Linked DNA regions of Mus musculus: region 1 is linked to region 2. Evidence: chromatin contacts called from public Hi-C data. All regions are on one chromosome and are shown on one strand. The core of a region is the stretch at or near the end of the contact, and the rest is flanking DNA. Distances in the headings are between cores, read along the strand shown.

Evidence for each region. A called contact is a pair of places that touch in the nucleus more often than the background predicts.
Region 1: a Hi-C map of cerebral cortex shows a contact between it and region 2, with 4 times the contacts expected there. The contact joins the promoter of Gkap1 here to the enhancer-like site in region 2. A contact is called at or near these places in 14 of 39 promoter capture datasets (the 3T3-L1 cell line, the C10 cell line, the HPC-7 cell line and 7 more), 1 of 15 datasets of contacts at CTCF or cohesin (large pre-B cells), 11 of 484 Hi-C or Micro-C datasets (the AtT-20 cell line, B cells, brown adipocytes and 7 more), 6 of 115 datasets of contacts at active chromatin or transcription factors (cardiomyocytes, embryonic stem cells, forebrain and 3 more) and 4 of 9 other capture datasets (adipose tissue, embryonic stem cells, liver and 1 more).

The regions. Positions count from the first base shown.
Region 1 is chr13:58,272,914-58,278,460 of GRCm38.p6, reverse strand. Gkap1 (G kinase anchoring protein 1) reads left to right here and starts at 4,273. Exons shown (of 12, transcript NM_019832.4): 1 at 4,273-4,387. Gm26555 (a long non-coding RNA gene) reads right to left here and starts at 3,610. Exons shown (of 8, transcript XR_873524.3): 1 at 1-3,610.
Region 2 is chr13:58,183,367-58,188,806 of GRCm38.p6, reverse strand. All of the region lies in intron 6 of Ubqln1 (ubiquilin 1), which reads left to right. Among named protein-coding and RNA genes, the nearest start is that of Idnk, 28 kb to the right of the region's middle. Within about 2 kb of position 2,261, at least 6 of the 459 cell types and tissues checked have an H3K27ac peak or open chromatin away from gene starts, as enhancers often do. A contact at or near this core is called in cerebral cortex, where this site is marked.

The DNA.
Region 1 (5,547 bases), core at 3,024-5,523, 88 kb before region 2:
AACAAAATCTCTGATCGTGTGGAAAGCTTCACTGTAAGAGATTAAAAGAAGACTTACACTCCTCACCACAGTGAAGCAAACTTCATATTTAGAGATCTCTTCCTTTGGGTTAGCTGGTTCCCACTCCATGCTAATCAGCTTTGTGTTACAGTGGAAAGTACCTAACTCAGACAACTTACAAAGAGTACATATTAATTTTGGCTCAGTTTTGGAGGTCCCTGACTGGCTGGCTGACTGGCAGGCCCCGTTGCATTTGGACAGGAGCACTTACCAAGTAAAGCTCACTTCATTGCCCAGGACAAGACTAAATAAGGGGAGGTCTGGGATTCCACCGCCTTCAGGAGCTGCTGCCATTGGCCTAAGGGCCTTCCCCCAGGCCCTACCTCTTTAAGCCACCAGCGCTGCCTTAACAACAAAGCCTTTAACATGGGGGCTTTAGGAGCAAAGGGAAACTTTTATATAGTCACACGCATGGGAGAGTCTGGTATTTCATAGTGACAAGGATATGTTCTGAAAGCCACTCAGCGGGCTGACTCAGTCACCGCATGGCGCAGAGGCCACTAACACAGACGAAGGCAGCCGGATGTCATTAGACAACATTTCCTTAGCTGGCTGATGTTGTTTGCGTGGATTTTTACTTCTCTGAGACAGAGTCTCGATTGCCTCAAATTCTCTTTGTAGCTTAGACTGGCAGCAAACTCATGATCCTCCTGCCTCCACCTCCTCTAAGTACAGGATCTGCCCCTCCCTGGCCAGCACCCTGCAACTCCATCTTAGGAGATGGACCACTGTTGGGTGTGGTGTGGTGTGAGCCAAGACAGTGCGTGGCTACATACAAACAATATAACGAGGCTATTCCTTTCAAAGCCCTTTCTGCTTCTCAATTCTTTGACCCTTTCCTCTCTTCCAAGGACCTTGGACCGTGTGGTCCTTCACCGGTACTCAGCTATTATCATAACAGAAGTTGAGGTGGTCAGCTTCTATTTATTTATTTATTTATTTATTTAGGTTTTTCGAGACAGGGTTTCTCTGTATAGCCCTGGCTGTCCTGGAACTCACTCTGTAGACCAGGTTGGCCTCGAACTCAGAAATCTGCCTGCCTCTGCCTCCCTAGTGCTGGGATTAAAGCACCACTGCGGGTGGTGGTCAGCTTTTGAAGAGAGATTAGTTCTAGCTCACTCAAAGTTTCCTGTGCTCTGGTGTTTGGCTTTGCTTTGAGGCCTGTGGGGAGCACCGTGGCAGGGAGCTAAGCCCTAAGCTGCTCACTCCACAGCCAGAAAGGAACAACAACAACAAAGACTGAAGTAGGGTCCAGAGTCCACTCATCTTTTGAAGCTACCCCCAGAGGTGCTGTGCACCAAGCCTTTACCAGACTTACCTCTTGGGAGCCCTCAGGATCTGAGGTGCAGCACTCAGTCCTTCCCAGGCCCACTTCCGGCACCCTGGCATTACTAACAGCTACAGATTCGTTTTCACGTGCACCCTACTCAACTGTGCTGTGTTTAGGATATTCCCTATAGGACCCAGGTTCTAAAAAAAAAAAAAAAAAAAAAAAAACAACCCGGTCAAATGCACCAGTTTAGAAGCCTTACTATATGTTCAATTTTATGTTTGCAGATGCCTGCCTGCAGGTATCTGTGCACCGCACTCATGGCCACAAGATCTGGAGCTACAGGTGTTTGTGAGCCATCATGGGGGTGCTGCGAATCAGACCCACACAGGTCCTCTGAAGAGTGGCAAATACCCTCAACCACTGAGCCATCGCTCCAACTTTACGGTACTTCTAGATGCTCCTTCCTCCCTCGGCCTTCCAGCCTACCACGCCTGAGTCCATGCAAATCCACGTTGTTCCCTTCAGAAGGGGAAGCTCTTCCTCCAGGCCCGTTGCTGGGGTGCTGCCAATTCCGGGGGATACCTGGAGGAGGTAAAGGGTCCTACCTGGCAGTGGCAGGCACAGTTCCTGCTCATCTTCTATGGGAAATAGTGCACAGGAGCATTAACCCGCGGGGGCTGAGAAAAGGAGTCTGTGTTCAGGGGCACGAGTTGTGATAAACGATTAGCTGACCTTGCTCTGGGGACACTTTGTTCTTGATCTATCAATCCACCCACTTACTTCAACATGCCCTGAGTGTGTGAGCAGGGCTAGGACTGTCTCTAGGCAACCCCGAGCCCGAAAGTAAGAGTCTCTAAAGCCCTCCTCAGTGAAAACACGGTTGTTGTGATCGTGGCAGCCAGTCACAACCCACACACGTGGTTTTCCCGCACCCTCCACGGTGTGTGGTTCTGACCCACACTCCCTGGCCCAGCTTTGACGAGACTGAAGTCCCCTGCTGTGGTGCCTTACCCAAGTGTCCCTCTCTTCCTCCCTGCCCACCCTCCCCTCCTCTGTTGACTTTCCTCATCTAGAGCTGAGCTTCCCAAAATCTGATGGGGTCACCTCTTGGAATTTCTTTGAGGTTGCAGATTCTAATGGGCAGGTGTGTGTTAGGCCCGAGATCCACACGTTTCTGACAAACTTGCTGGTGACACACATGTGGTCAACTTTGGGGTAGCAAGACTCTAATGATGATGTATTTCTAGACTGAGTCTGCCCCCTTCTCTTATAGCAATACGCTACTAAGCTGAGGAGTTTCCGATCCTTGTGTGTGTTGTTCATGCACATGCTGGGAGGGGGTGTGGTTATCATTTGTCAGGTGCTATCTTTTTGTGGAGAGTGGGAGGGTAGCTAACAAGACCGAGGGATCCACCTGTTTCTGCCCGCTAATCTTTGGGACCAGAGCTTGATATACCACGCTGGGAGCTTTTACATTTATTCTGGGGCTAGAACTCAAGCTATCGACTGAACTATTCCCCAGCACCCAGTGTACTGTCCAGGTGCAGTTCTTTCAGCTGTTTTAGAACTGCTTCAACTGCTTATGGCCACCTATTTAGCTGCCTTCAACCCCAGTCCTATGAAAACCGGTAAGTAGCTGCATCCTCCTCTTCCAAGTGTTCACGCTCCCTCTTACAAGCAACCGGGTCTCAAGACCTCATTTCTCCCTTCCCAATCAGATGTTCAAATCCTGTAGAATGCACCTCCACATCACTTCTCAATCATTTAAAATTCTTCCTGCCTTCCTTTATCTTGTCTTGCCCCATCCTCTTGGCCCCGACCCCCGGATCAATCTTTCTGTGTAGCCACCGGCCTTGGACTCACTTTCTGATCAGCTTGCCAAGTGTTGGGGGCTCATAGCCGTGTGTCCTCACCGCCCCCCCCGCCCCCCCATAGCTCATCTGTTATTACCGTCTGCCTGGTCTACACAGGACTGCCAGTTTTCAATCTCTAACATCTGCAGGAGTTACAAAGCAAAAAAAGCCTTCATTTCTTCCTTCAAACTTCTAAATCCTAAAACATCAAATATTGCCTTAAACATCAATCCTTACTCTTGGAACTCAGCCATCCCTCACCACCGCCGCCCCCCTCCCTCATTTTTCAGTCGTCTCTGCCACTTGTCAACACCTCCAATCTCATTGTGGAACGCAGCGTCCAATGGCCTCCATCCAAGGCCCCGAGGTCTCCCCGCAAAACCCCACCTCTTCCCAGGCCAAATCCAAAAGCCTCCTCCCTCGCGCTGCCCCAAAGATGCTCGCAGTCCTCGGATCCCGAGTAACATTCTCTTTTTCCACCGGGCCCTAGGGTGATCTGGCGTCTTCTGCGATTCTTTGCTTCGCTCCCCACTGTGTCCCCCACGTCTACACCCGCGGCGGTGACTCGCGCGGGACATCGCCGGGCAGCCCGCACGGCTGGGCGGTAGCGGACGGGTTTGCCGGTAAGCCGCTTAACTTTGCAAAACTAAAGCGGCCCCGGAGGTGCTCCCGCGGGAACCCAAGGCCGTCCGGCTGTTTGCATCTCGTGCAGCACCGCCCTCCCTCGCCGACTGGAGGTCCGCCTCCGCCCCCGGGCCTCCCCACAGCCTGGCGATCCCGCCGCGCGCCGCCCGCGGCGGCCTAAGCCTCCTCCCGGAAGGCCTCCCACCTTCCCGGCTCCGCGACCCCGAGGACCGCGGAGCCGCCGCCTACGCGAGCCGTTTGGACCCTGCGCGGCCCCCGTAGCGCGGCTCCTCCAGCAGGTGGTTCTGGTCCTCCGCAGTCCGTCCCCCGCGGACCTCTCCTCGGCGTCAGCGTCCGCCGCGCTGCGACCCTCGGCAAAGAAGTCCCGCGCGCCGGCCGGCCACGGCGGGCGCCAGGCTTGCGGGTCCGCCCCGCCCCGCCCCGCCCCGCCCTCCGCGCGCCGCCGCCCTCCGCGGGCCCGTTACTGCGGACGCCCCGCGGCCCGCGCCCAACGCCCGGGGGTAGCGCGGGAGCGGCGGGGAGACGGGAGCGGCCGCACCGCGGCGAGGGAGGCCCGGTGAGTCTACGGAGCCTCGCAGCTCGTGGCTGAGGGGACGCGGCCGAGTGCGGCCTGAGGCGGGGAGCGGAGCGGAGCGGAGCCGAGCGGGGCTGAGCCGAGCGGGGCCGGGCGGCGGGAGGGCCGCGGAGGCTGCGGGGGAGTGCGGGCCGCAGGCCTGGTCCGCCGCGGCCGGCCGCGGGAGTGACAGCAGGTGCGGCCGCCCGTTCGGGGCTCCCCGGGGCGCCCACCCGACGCCGGTGTCGCTTGCAGGCTTGGACACCGCGTCTCGGCAGCGGCTGGGGCTCGCCCAGCCCGCCGCGCTCTTTCTCCGGGTACTTCGCGAACAAGTTTTGGAGCACCCGGAACTGCTCGTGCGTGAGATTTGGCTTCGGTTCCCGAAGGAGGAGAGAGGGGCTGCTCGCCGCTCGCCTTCCCTCCCTCCCTCCCAGCAGCCCGAGGTAGATGCGCAGGCTCTCGCACAAGCCCCTGCTGTCGGGGCTTCCAGCAGCTATGCGCGGCGGCGGCGGTGGCAGCGGTAGGGTGCCAGCCTCGGGGTGTCTGTAAACGCGGAGCAGTCGGGGCAAAAGTTTATCCCATTGTCTGCCCCGCTCCCTCCACTGGCGACATTTCTCAAGGGATGTCGGTGGAGAGTTCTAGCGAGAGGCAGAGGCGCTGGAAAAACACAAGCATTGTTCTTCAGCCTCGTCTGTTTATGTGAAGGCGCTTGCGCCCGCCTGTCACGGGAATGAAGTTAAGCTGTAGCTCCAGAAATACTGGAGAAACTGCCGAAAGATGGTAATGCTGTATTGAGAATCTTCCTAGAAAGCCTGGGGTTTCCCTACACTAGCTTATGCCACTAAAATCGGTTAGTCTAAGCCTCTTTAATGTGATTTTTCACTAAAGATCGAAATACACCTGTTTAATATTAACCCTAGGGGCTTCTAGCAATCACTCTAGAGCGAGAACCTACACGTGGATCAGAGGGACGTTGTGTGCAAGTGAAAATCACCTTTGCACTTCATGACTGAATTCCTTAGTACATGTCTGCAGTTTGCTTTTTGTTTTTGTTTCTAAGAGTTCACAACCCACAGAAGTTGAGAGCTTCGGATTAGAAAAGGAAGGCTGCACCTAACCAGTGTGTGTGTTGCGGGGGGGGGGGGGGTGGGGGGGGGTGGTGG
Region 2 (5,440 bases), core at 1,012-3,511:
GTATCGGGTTAAACATAAAGGTCTCGATCATTTTGAATTAATTTTTGTTCAGGTTGCAGACACCAAATTCTGCAGGCTCATGTTTGCCTTTGAGGGGTGGATTGTGACATAATCACTTGGCTTCTTTGCTTCTGTGAGCTCTGCCACCTGCAGCATACATACATACATAACTCTCTCAGATCAGTTCCTGTCTTCACAGCGCCCCCTGGTGGGCAGCCTGGTATCTGAGGTCTCCTCACCAATTTGGCTTCACCTTGACCCCTCAAGGTGCTCTCTCAAAGCCTCCTCTCAGGGGCTAGCCTTGGCTCCCTCCCCTCCTCTTTTCTCCTCTCCTTTCCTCTCCTCTTTTCTCTTCTCTCCCCCCGCCCCCTCTCAAACCTTGATCCAGTTTCATGCCTTCAAACCGGTACCATGAGGAGGAAAATGCCAAATTCTGCTGACATGATATGTAGCCTGGTTTTCTTGGACATGGCTACAGTGAGCTTCATGTGAGGGTCTGTGATGTAGTTAGCCTTCTGTTTTTAAATACATTTGGATTTTGCTATGGTGACCTTTAGATGTGTGGGGTCTTCCCTCAGGGCCCCACATTACAAAGCCCTAATCTGATTTCTTTAACAATGGCAATTGCTTCTTTGTAACTGTGAACTTCACTATTTTCTGGCCAAGGCTGAATCTCAAGATATCAATTCACTCAATTCTCCAGGACAAGGCAGAGTGCAGCCAGATCCTTTGCCATGAAGGAAAGGCCTGCAGCCTGGTTTCCCTTGTGTCCGTGTTCTCCTGAAACCTCATGCGCAAGTCTCCTCCTGTGTACATTTCTTGGAGCATTATTGACCTGAGCACCAAGATGCCCATTAATCAGCTCACGTCAGCTCAAAGCCTCCAGGGCTTCTCCAGCCCCTGGCTGTGACCTCTGCTGCCTTCCTCTGGCTGACAAGGACACTTTCACCTCTGGGAGTTTCTGATGCTTCCCCCTTTTATCATTCTTTAGCATAAAATCTAGCATTTCTTTTTAACACATGTCTCACTGGTTCATACAGAGCCTGGTAGCATGTAGTATACCATTCTCTCTCTCTCTCTCTCTCTCTCTCTCTCTAGTAAGTCTCAGTGGGCTTCAAGGTCTGTGTATGTGAAGCCCCTGGGGTTTGTGTTATTACTGGGAACGTTACCCCTGCCCCCCTGACTTCCTGTCCTTGGTTTCCATAGAATGAATTCAGACAGTGGTATAGAAGATGAAACATCCTTAAGAGATGACTGTAAACAGTGGCTAAGGGACCATTTTTGTTGAACTATATGTTTGTGGAGATGGTGTTATTTCTAAAGCCTCTAGGATATAAGTCTTTGCTGGTGGTGGGTATTCTGTTGTTCATGTTACTGGCAGAATCACTTGATTAACTTTTTTTTAAATTATTTTTATTTATTTAGATATATGAGGGCTCTATCTGCATGTATACCTCCATGACAGAAGAGGGCATCAGATCACAAGTAGATGGTGGTGAACCACCATGTGCCAGGAGTGGAACTAAGGACCTCTGAAAAAGCAGACAATGCTCTTAACCACTGAGCTATCTCTCCAGCCCCTCACTTGAATTAACTCTTAAGATAATATATTTATTATATATAATGCATACTTGTTATATATAAATATGTAATAATTCTACATCTAGAAGGTTACTGCTACATGGTGATTGATATCCTGTTTCCTCCCAGGGCTGGAAGTACAACTCAGATTCTATTCCTTTAACCAAATATCATGTGACAGTAGATTTCAAAGAGTTAAAGAAGGCCAGGTTTGGTGAAGGCCAGCATTTGAGAGTCAAGGGGTAGAGCAAGGGTGGCCTGATCTACAGAGTTTCAGGACAGCCAGGACTAAACAGAGAGACTTCGGTGAGGTGGGAAATGAAAGAAGAACAGACATGTTTTACACATAAAAGGGACAACTTCACCTTAATGAACCTCAAAAGAGCCTTGCTACCTATCTCACCATCTTCTCATGGGGTGTTTCTAGAATTCTCTTCTACAATTACTGCATATCTAGAGACACAGGAGGTAAGGCCCAAGCTGGTTCTAAGGTGACTTAAAAGCCTGCTAATTTCTTATAGCAGACTGGGTATGGAGGTTACTTTTATTAGACTAGTCACTATAGCTACCTTTTAAAAATACCTTTAAAATTTATCTCTCTATCCATGAGTATTCACAGATGTGTGCTGTGTGGCCATGTGGCCACAGAGCCCGTTAGATCGTCTGGAGCTGCAGGCTGCCCGACTTAGGTGCTGAGAACCAAACTGTTCCTGAAAGCACAGAAGCGCTCTGACTGTTGAGCTGTGTCTCCAGCCCCCGCAGACACCTTTTCTTAGCTATTGAGAGGACTGATAGTTCGGTGCCTGTGCTTTCTCCTGGGGCCTGGTGACGACTTAATTCTCCTTTTGTGAAGCTCCATCTGTTTGATGGTCCCAACACTTTTCAAAGGGCTGTGTGCCAGGGACCAAGCACCTCTCTCGCTCATGTATGTGGGCTTCTAGGGGTGCCTACATACCCTACCAACTGCCAGCACTTGGCATATAAATAAGGAGGAATTGAATCATGAAGGAAAAGTCCTTTATTACGAAGGGAAAACCTGTAGTAAAGAAAGGATTCTTGTATTTTGGCAGAGGAGTATAATGATATGAAATGATATCCTGGATGCAGAATCTAGTTCCAGACAGTGTCATGAGGTTTCTGAAGACAAGACGGGTCTGTAAACATTGGAGTCACATCATCTTTAAATGAAGAAACTGCTCTGTGCTCTTACTTGCTTCTTACCTTTGGAGGAAGATGAAGTGTTCTCACTTTAATGGCTCAGGGCAACAGCTTTAATCAGATGGCCTCACTAGGAGGCTGTTGGCTTTGTTTTTGTAATAGTGTGTTATCTACAGTGACAACTTTGCAACTTTTAAGTTGGGTCTTTAATGTACCATCTTGATGCTTTTAACACCTAATGTTGAGAATGTCCATCAAAAGAAGTTAAATAGCAAAAAGACTTATTTTTCCAGTGCAAGCATGCACGCCATAATACTTGGGCCTGCACACATTGGCTCTGGAAACGGAGGGATCTTAAAGCCGGATTGGCAGATCTCGTGTAAACAGTACAGTACTGTTTTAGGGTTTTGCACAGGAGTCAAGACGCACTGCAGCTCCAACTGGGTCAACACTAGATCCTCAGCAGCCTTCCTTGAAAATAGTCTTGCCAGCTGGTGGTGCCACATACCCTTAATCCAGCCCTCAGGAGAACTCTAGAGTTTGAAGTCAGTCTGTCTTACATCGTGGGTTCCATGACAGCCAAGACTGCACAGAGACCTTGACTCAAAATAGAGTGGTTCTGTGAAAAACTGAGATGGTTTTTGTTTTTAAGATTTTACTTTATGTGTACACATATATGTATACTGTGTGTACCTGTGTGTGTGGATGCCCTGGGATGGTTGTGAGCCTCCATGGGAGTGTTAGGGATGGAATCTGGGATATCTGCAGGAGCAATAGCAAGTACTCTTAACCCTGAGCAGTCTCCAGCCCAGAAGTTACATTTGTTTGTCCGTTCAAACTTTGTGATTCCCTTACAATCTAGAACAGGACTCTGTCAGCAACATCTTTTAACATTTAAGAATCAAGAAGTAGAGCTGGAGAGATGGCTCGGCGGTTAAGAATACTGATTGATCTTCCAAAGGTTCTTAGTTCAAATCTCAGCAACCATCTGACGCCCTCTTCTTGTGTGTGTCTGAAAACAGCTACAGTGTACTTAAGATATGATAATAAATAAATCTTTGGGCCAGAGTGAGTGGGGCTGGAGTAAGCAGAGGTCCTGAGTTCAATTTCCAGCAACCACATGATGGGTACAGTGTACTCATGTAAATAAAATAAATTAAAAAAAAAAAAAAGAAATCAAGAAGTAACTAGTCAGAATCAAGTGTTTAGATTGTTTTTTAGTTTTATTATTGGTGCTATGCCCACTGTTTTTTGTTTGTTTTTTTTTGTTTGTTTGTTTGTTTGTTTGTTTGGTTTTTTCGAGACAGGGTTTCTCTGTATAGCCCTGGCTGTCCTGGAGCTCACTTTGTAGACCAGGCTGGCCTCGAACTCAGAAATCCGCCTGCCTCTGCCTCCCGAGTGCTGGGATTAAAGGCGTGCGCCACCACGCCCGGCCCCACTGTTCTTAATTCTAAGAAAAACATCTGTTCTCCACATATGCCTCTTCAATATCCGTGTGGGTATTTGCCTGCCATGTGTGTCTGAACTGTGTGCATTGCAGTGCCTGAGGAGGCCTGAAAAGGGATTTGCATCTAGCACTGGCGTTAATAGGTGGTTGTGAGTTGTCATGTGGGTCCTGGGACTTGAACCTGAGTCCTCTGGAATAGCAACCAACTACTGTGAGCCATCATCTTGGTCCTGCTCCATTTTTTTTGAGACAGGGTTTCATTTTGAACCCCAGACTAGCTTGCAACTTGGCATTCTGCCTCAGCCTTCTGAGTGCTGTGTGCCTGGTTGGATGTTGTAATGAATGTCCAGTCAGCAGTGTTTATGCGTCTTGTAGTCTTTGATATGTACCAGGGTTTGGCATTTCATTTGGTAAGGTAATTCACGGTCTGCTGTGCCTTGACCCCACAGTATTAACAGTTTGCTTCTCTTATTTTACTTCTTACATGATTAATTTGCACTTGTAATTAAAAAAACCAAGATGCTGGAGTGACAGCAAAGCCGTATGAAGGAAGCAGGGTGGCTCCCTTGGTGCTGGGTTCAGAGCTCCTGTGCCTATCTGATAGGAAAGCGCCCAGCAGTGGGATCAGCAAAGCAATACTCATGTCCCTGGGCATTGGGTTTCAGTAGTCTCCAGTTACTATAAATATTTATTTGTAGAGAGTTTTCTCTTAACTGTAAAAACAATATTCACTTTTGGGCTATATAAAAACAAATTGTGAGAGCCAGATTGCTTTTGTAGGCTGAAGCTTGCCAAATTGTCTTAAGATATTTTTAAACTTTAGAGTGTGGAAAAGCTAACTTGAAACTTCAAAATATAGGAACATCACAAACACGGGACTCACAGCAAATTAGAAAGATGAATGGAGACGCTTAAGTGATAAAGGGGCACTAGTTCAGAATCCAGAATGAAATGAAGAATTAAATAGTTGGTTAACATTACACTGGCATTTCCCCCCCAGTACTGTGTCAGAACTCTTCTCTCTTTATTGAAGTAAGCCAACTTGCTCTTTTTGGGCCTCTGAAGTGTCACTGTCAGAATTCTTGTGCCTTGGAGCCATAACCAAGTACAGTAAAGGTTGATCTGAAAATAGAGCTTAGTAACTAGTACTGGTTAGCAACTTTATTTAGCTATGAACACTAAGTGTGGAGAAGGGGATGTAAAGTCACAATATATACTGTGTCTTAAAACATAAATGTGTGTCTTAATCTGTTT